Regions from separate parts of the Mus musculus genome. Here region 2 is linked to region 1. Evidence: chromatin contacts called from public HiChIP or PLAC-seq data. All regions are on one chromosome and are shown on one strand. The core of a region is the stretch at or near the end of the contact, and the rest is flanking DNA. Distances in the headings are between cores, read along the strand shown.

Evidence for each region. HiChIP or PLAC-seq counts read pairs in DNA pulled down with a chosen protein or histone mark.
Region 2: an H3K4me3 HiChIP or PLAC-seq map of bone marrow-derived macrophages shows a contact between it and region 1, with 3 times the contacts expected there. The contact joins two enhancer-like sites. A contact is called at or near these places in 3 of 15 datasets of contacts at CTCF or cohesin (CD8 T cells, large pre-B cells and pro-B cells), 58 of 484 Hi-C or Micro-C datasets (the AML12 cell line, B cells, the Ba/F3 cell line and 40 more), 8 of 115 datasets of contacts at active chromatin or transcription factors (CD8 T cells, the HPC-7 cell line, acute myeloid leukemia and 4 more) and 1 of 9 other capture datasets (embryonic tail).

What each region holds. Positions count from the first base shown.
Region 1 is chr3:9,723,833-9,727,168 of GRCm38.p6, forward strand. The region is part of intron 3 of Pag1 (phosphoprotein associated with glycosphingolipid microdomains 1); the gene reads right to left. Among named protein-coding and RNA genes, the nearest start is that of Gm33169, 62 kb to the left of the region's middle. Within about 2 kb of position 1,584, at least 48 of the 459 cell types and tissues checked have an H3K27ac peak or open chromatin away from gene starts, as enhancers often do. A contact at or near this core is called in acute myeloid leukemia, bone marrow-derived macrophages, granulocyte-monocyte progenitors and 2 more, where this site is marked.
Region 2 is chr3:9,851,492-9,854,827 of GRCm38.p6, forward strand. No RefSeq gene overlaps it. Among named protein-coding and RNA genes, the nearest start is that of Pag1, 19 kb to the left of the region's middle. Within about 2 kb of position 1,695, at least 76 of the 459 cell types and tissues checked have an H3K27ac peak or open chromatin away from gene starts, as enhancers often do. A contact at or near this core is called in acute myeloid leukemia, bone marrow-derived macrophages, granulocyte-monocyte progenitors and 2 more, where this site is marked.

The sequences.
Region 1 (3,336 bases), core at 334-2,833:
ACCTTTTGACAAACCTATACTCCCAGATCAGTAGCAAAATCACAGTTATGAAGCAGCAATAAAAATAACTTTCTGGTTGGGGGGTCACTATAATATGAGGAACTGTACTAAAGGGTTGCAGTTAGGAAGGCTGAGCGCCACTGAGACTCTAATCAGGATTTCTGCTGTTTTATTTTTCTATCAAACATAGAAAAATGAGTGGTATTTAACAGTATTATCAAAATCAGCCACGGTTGTACCTTATAAGTTTGCATAATTCAGTGCCTTTGCCCAGAATGGATCCCCAGTAAGTACACTACTTCCTGCAACTTCCCGTGCTGATTTAATACAGCCTTCTATTCTGATAACAATTTACAATTTATCATTTGAAATGAACAGAGAATATGAGAAATCATCAGATTCCTGCACATGTAGATTCTTTAATGTAATTTTAAAAAATAATACTTATTTTGTGACCTCGCATGTATGTGGAAGTAAACTTGTAGGAATTGGTTCCCTATTTCCACCCGTGGGTTCCAGGGGTCAGGTACAGCATTGGTCTTAACCACTGAGCAACCTTGCTAGCCCTCTCCACACCGAGCTTTTGAGGGCAGGGGCTCACTCTGAAGCCAGTGAGTAGTCTGTCGTGGTGAAGAGGCACAGGCAGGCGCTGCATTGTGAAGGCACGGGGTTAGGTGTGCGAGTGTACTGGGATCTGACCTGACCTAAGCTCAGCTCTAACCCAGCCCTGTTGCTACTGCTTCAGTATTTCTCAGACGAGCAAATGATATTCCTCAGTCAAGCCACTGGACAGGACAGAATGTTATCTTCTCAAACTGTGTCCTTCAAGTTTCTTTTCGTGGGACACTTTGTAGCAGCAACAAGAAAAGTAGCCAATACTCTCATAGCAACCACATAATGAATGGATCCCTTTGCAGTTTGAGTCCTCCCCCAGTGAGGGAGCACGGAAGCTCTTCAGAGCCAACCCTGGCTCTTTCCCTTACTTTGCTCTCTCCTCCTCTCTACTACCTTCTTCTCTGTGAGTTTACAAGCATGGCTTAATTCCCATCATTTTGCCTTGGTGCTGAGTATAGACACCTACTTGTGGGGCTCTGTATCCAGTTTGCACCTGAGCCGCTCTTCCTGGTGTCTTCCAGGCTGAGACCTCCACCAGCCTTCAGCTAGTTATACTAGATTGAATCCGAGGTTAGCCTAGCTCTGCCTCTCTCGGCTTACTCTCCTATCTACTCCATCTTCGAGCTCCTCAATGTCGCTATTTTGTACACTACTTTAAAGTCATTCTCTTCAGCTTACCCTGGTCTCTTCATTTCCAGGGCTGTATTCCCTTGTTCTCCCAACCATCATCTTAGCATGAAAGGAACCTATTTATTGGTCCCTGCCTTCATACTGCTGACCTCAACCTCAGTCAGACAGCTATCTTTAAATGGGAAGTTTGATCACACCACAGCTTAGGGCCTTTAACGTTTTCCCACTGTTCAAGAGATAAAGCAAAGGAAATCGTAAGCAGCCTGCTACTTCCCGAAAGCTTCTCCTTTCCGCACACCGCCCTTACATCATCCTGCTCACTCATTGCCAGCCACTCCCGACACTGCCTGCATCTCTGGGACTTCAGCAGCCCACACTGGCTTTCCCCAGTTCAGGTCCACATTGCATCAGAACAGAAGGAATCTACATTTAAGGTCACTGCCAATAGCTTCTATGTTTCCCTCTTTCACAACACCATGCTTTTCTATGCCCACATATGTGTGGGACACAGACAGACTGTGTGGCACCCCTACCAGGAGATCAAACCCAAGTCAGGAGTCAGGAGACCCTGCAGCCTCATCAATGGTCAGCAGCGGTTTCACCTTCTGTCATATGTGGTCCATCTTGTTGACTCTGGAGCCTATGTCTGGGTTTAGTTTTAGTTTCTGCTTGCATAATTGCTTGGAAAGTAGGGAGTTAGGATAGGGTCCATTTCCTCAAAAGATTATTGTGCAAGAGACACTTAATCATTCTCTGAACCTGAATGTACAAATGTCACAGAACAGTTCAGTTAATCCTACATTCCACTCATCTGCGTGTGCAGTGTATGCAAGTGTGTGCCTATGTGAAGCCCAGAGGTTCTGCCCCACTGCTCTCTGCTTTACTCCCTTAAGGCAGAGTCTGCCTTTGAACCTAGAGCAAGGCTGGAGGCCAGCAAAACTCAGCAATCCCCTGCCTCTTCTCTTTGTAGTGCTGGGCTTACAGGTATCTATGCCCATGCATGGCTTTTTCATGTGGGTGCTGGGATCTGAACTCAGGTTTTCATGTTCGTACAGCAAGTGCTGTACCCACCGAGTTGTCTTTCTGCCTCACTTCCTTCATTTTATAGCAGATTGTAAGGAGACAGTGACAGTCACCACATCACTCACAGAACAGTGTGTGACAGGGCTCAAGGGGGCTACAGGTGGATGTGAGAACTGGATGCAAGCCAAGCGTCCTGAGCCACTCACACCCGCAGATACTCTTCATGCATGCACTTACACCCTCTCACTCATGTACTCACTCATGCACTAATGCATTCACTAGCTCACTCACTCACACACTCATTCACACACACTCAGACTCACTCACACATACTCACACAGTTCTTCACATACCCACACACTTACATATACACTCACACTTCTTCACACACTCACACACTCAGTTATGCACTCACATACTTAGTCACATACTCACTCAGTCACGCACTTACACACTCGCTCACTAAAGAGCCAACTTTGCATCCCTCATCCATCAAGTCATGTAGTGAGATGACCTTAGTTTTGCAGACTGTCAGCATTATTAAACATTTTCATAAACTTTCCTTTCTTAGTAATTCAAAATTTGAAAACTTAGTTAATTTTTGTCTTAAAACTATCTTGGGTGTTTTATAAAATGGATCAATATGACAGAGAGATGAAGTGGCAGAGAATTCTACCGAGGTGAAGGGCTATCTCTCTGCTCGTGACAATCTCTGAAGTCTATACTTCCTCCTCCTTTTGTGTTTAGATTAGAAAACATGTGTGTCTACGAAGTGAAGCCCTTATTAATGAGACAGGGCTCACAGATTGAACAACATAAACTCCAGTGCCCAGCAGGCAATAGCAACAATGATGCAGTCAGTGAATAGTTAGCCATGATTCTCACTTTTGTTTAAAGACAAAACTCATTATATATAGTATTTTTAACACTAAAAAAACATGGTGTGGAGGAAGAGAAAAAAAGAAAAGAAAAAATAAGAGTTTGATGAAGATTCAACTTTGATTGTTAGGGAGTAAGACTTGGAGGAGGCTGAGGCAAGCTGTTTCTCAGCACCACCCATACTGGGTA
Region 2 (3,336 bases), core at 445-2,944, 130 kb after region 1:
GCTATCATATGAAACTTTGTATTGCTTTGTTTTTTTAAGACAAGGTTTCTCTGTGTAGCCCTGACTGTCCTGAAACTCACTCTGTAGTCCAGGCTGTCCTCGAACTCACAGAGATCTGCCTGCCTCGGCCTCCCATTTGCTGGGATTGATTAAAGGCGTGCACCTTGGCCCAGCCAATAAAACAATTTTTTTTTTTTAAAGAAGAAACCATTCCTCTGCTTCTTCTTTTCCTTTCACGCTCCTGCCTTGTTGACGTGGATCTGCCTGGTTTTCAGTCTGTTACTCCCTCTGCCACCACTCCCCCGCCCCCACCTCCCACACTCTCCATCTTCCCCACATTAATCATGACTGGGTTTGGTGACTGAATATGGGATGGAGCCCCAGGTAGGGCAGTCTCTGGGTGGCCTTTCCTTCAGTCTCTGTTCCACACTTTGTCTCTGTAACTCCTCCCACGGGTATTTTGTTCCCCCTTCTAAGAAGGACCAAAGTATCCACATTTTGGTCTTCCTTCTTGTGCTGAGGGTGGTCTGTGAATTGTATCTTGGGTATTCCTAGCTTCCGGGCTAATATCCACTCATCAGTGAGTGCATACCATGTGTGTTCTTTTGTGATTGGGTTACCTCACTCAGGATGGTATTTTCTAGTTTCATCCATTTGCCTAAGTACTTCGTAAATTCATTGTTTTTAATAGCTGAGTAGTACTCCATTGTGTAAATGTACCACATTTTCTGTATCAATTCCTCTGTTGAGGGGCATCTGGGTTCTTTCCAGCTTCTGGTTATTATAAATAATACTGCTTTGAATATAGTGGAGCATGTGTCCTTCTTACATGTTGGGGCATCTCCTGGGTATATGCCCAGGAATGGTATTGCTGGGTCCTCAGGTAGTACTCTGTCCAATTTTCTGAGGAGCTGCCAAACTGATTTCCAGAGTGGTTGTACCATCTTGCAATCCCACCAGCAATGGAGGAGTGTTCCTCTTTCTCCACTTCCTCCCCGTTATCTGCTGTCACTTGAGTTTTTTATCTTAGCCATTCTGACTGGTGTGAGGTGGAATCTCAGGGTTGTTTTGATTTGCATTTCCCTCTTGACTAAGGACGTTGAATATTTCTTTAGATGCTTCTCCAGAGATTTTCTTCAAAGATCTGGCCAGCAGGAACTGTATCACCAAGACCACACCTGTACTGGTGATCATTTGATGTGTGTTTACTGAAAAGCAAATAGACTAAAGATATTTGTTTGTGAGGATAAGGTGGGAGATAAAAGATATAACTGTCATCTCCTGGTTCCCTAAGACATTTCTACTTAGGGAGTCAAATGATTTTGTTGCTTTTCAAGGAAACACTTCAGATTCCTTACCTAGAACTTAAAGCCTGCTGGCCACAGGACTCAGAGGGAAAGGGCCAGGAACGCAGGTAGATCTCCCCATCCCAGCCCCATTCAGCCTTTAGAGAGCTCAGCTGTAAAGGGGAGAAACCTGGCTGTGTGGGTTTGGGTGTGTGGATCTCCTGATGGTGCAAGATTCTCCCACGTAGTTAGTTCTCAGTCCCACACTGAACTGTGAGGTTTCTCATGCCTGCCTGTGTTGTGTTACCTTTGGCTCTCCATCCACCAGAAGAGGGTTGGTCAGGGAGTGTGTACAGAGCAGGGATCACAGGTGCTATTCTATGCAGAGAGGGAGGAAGTGGGTGTTCTTACCACAGCAGGCACATGACTTCCAGAGAGGGATTGCAGAATAAGTCACAGGAAGATTAGGCCTTGAGAAACCCAGTAGGTGGTAAAGGGCAGATGTCAGCATGAAGGAACAGAGCAGGGGAGGCGCCCCGCACTGCAGTGGCCAGTTCGATTAGATTGGATGATTTTCAGCCTCACAAAAGGAGAAATGGTGACTGGTAAGTCCCACTGTGTGCTCATTTTCACACACACCACACTCCTGAGCAATTCTAGTGCAGCTGAAAGGGCCCGGAAACCCAACCTATGTGCTATGGCTTTGTCATGACATGAGAGATAATGAAGTTGCGCTTCTTTCTGTTTCTCTTTAATTTACCCAGAGTCATAGTGGGTAAACCTGTCTCGCCCTCTGCCTAACCACACAAGCTTAGTGAAGGCCATGCTTGATCCTTTGGAGATGACTCTGTTTTCTCTCTTCCAGCTTTGGGTCACCATAGTCCACTCTCCAGGCTGTAGCTAAGCCAAGCAAGTTTTCAAAAACTATTAATCACATTCATTGCTGGATTTGGATTTGGGTATTAAAAAAAAAAACAAAAACAAAAAACAAAACCAAAAAACTTTTCAACTCACTCCTGATGCTGGCTTGGCCCGCAGGCCTTAACACAGTATAGCCCCTCTTCACCCAGGGTTGCAGAGCACACACAGAAAAAACAAAGATCCGGGCCATCTGAACCTCCCTGCCTCCCAGTGCCACCCGTGCCTTGCAGCCTCTTGCTCACAGTGCCCTAGCACACACACTTGCTTCTTCTTGCTCCTGAAGTCCGCTGTGCTCTGCCTCCCTTAGAGCCCGGAGCAGCTGGGCTCCTTCTGCCTCAGGCACTTAATTCCCGTCTTTGCAGGACTGCCATTTTCATTTTTGATGAATATGCTAATTGTACATACTAGTGGGTTCCGTGTCATATTTCTGTATGTGCACAGTGTTCATGAGTCAAACCCACTCAGCTGTCCCTTCCTCCAGCCCCCGCCCCTTCCAGCTCTAGTAAATCACTATTCTGCATTTAGGCTGGTTTGTTTTTAACTTTCACATATGAGAGACAGAACACATGGTGCCTAAGCCTTCTGTGTCTGTCCCTTTCCACTTAACATACAGTCCACAGTTCTCTTTCACTCCACTGCAAATGGTGTTTTCGTTTTTCTTTCTTGTTATTGGGTGAATATCATTGAATTCCATTGGGCACCTGTACTATGTTTTGTTTGCTAATAGGCACTTAGATGGGCTTCTTATCTTAGCTGTGGAGAAAGGAGTTGCAATGAAAATAGGCATGAAGAGACACCTTCCACACGTGATTTTGTTTCCCTTGCATCTAGGGCAAGTGGGATGGCTGGAGCACTCACAGCCCTTCTCTTTGCTCTCCGAGGAAGCATCACATTGTTCTTCATAAGGAGAATGGGAATGTATGGGACTTGCCCTTTCTCTACATTCTCTCACCTGCTTTTAGTTCAGACCACCTCAGGGAAGTTCTCCTTATATGCCCAGCTATTAATACTCAGGGCAAACATGTCGCCCTCTCACCCTGTTACAAACCTCATGCTGCTCAGAACATCTATACACGACCCCCCACTCACACCCCTTCTTCCCATCCAGAGCACAAGTCTGGAGACCTCA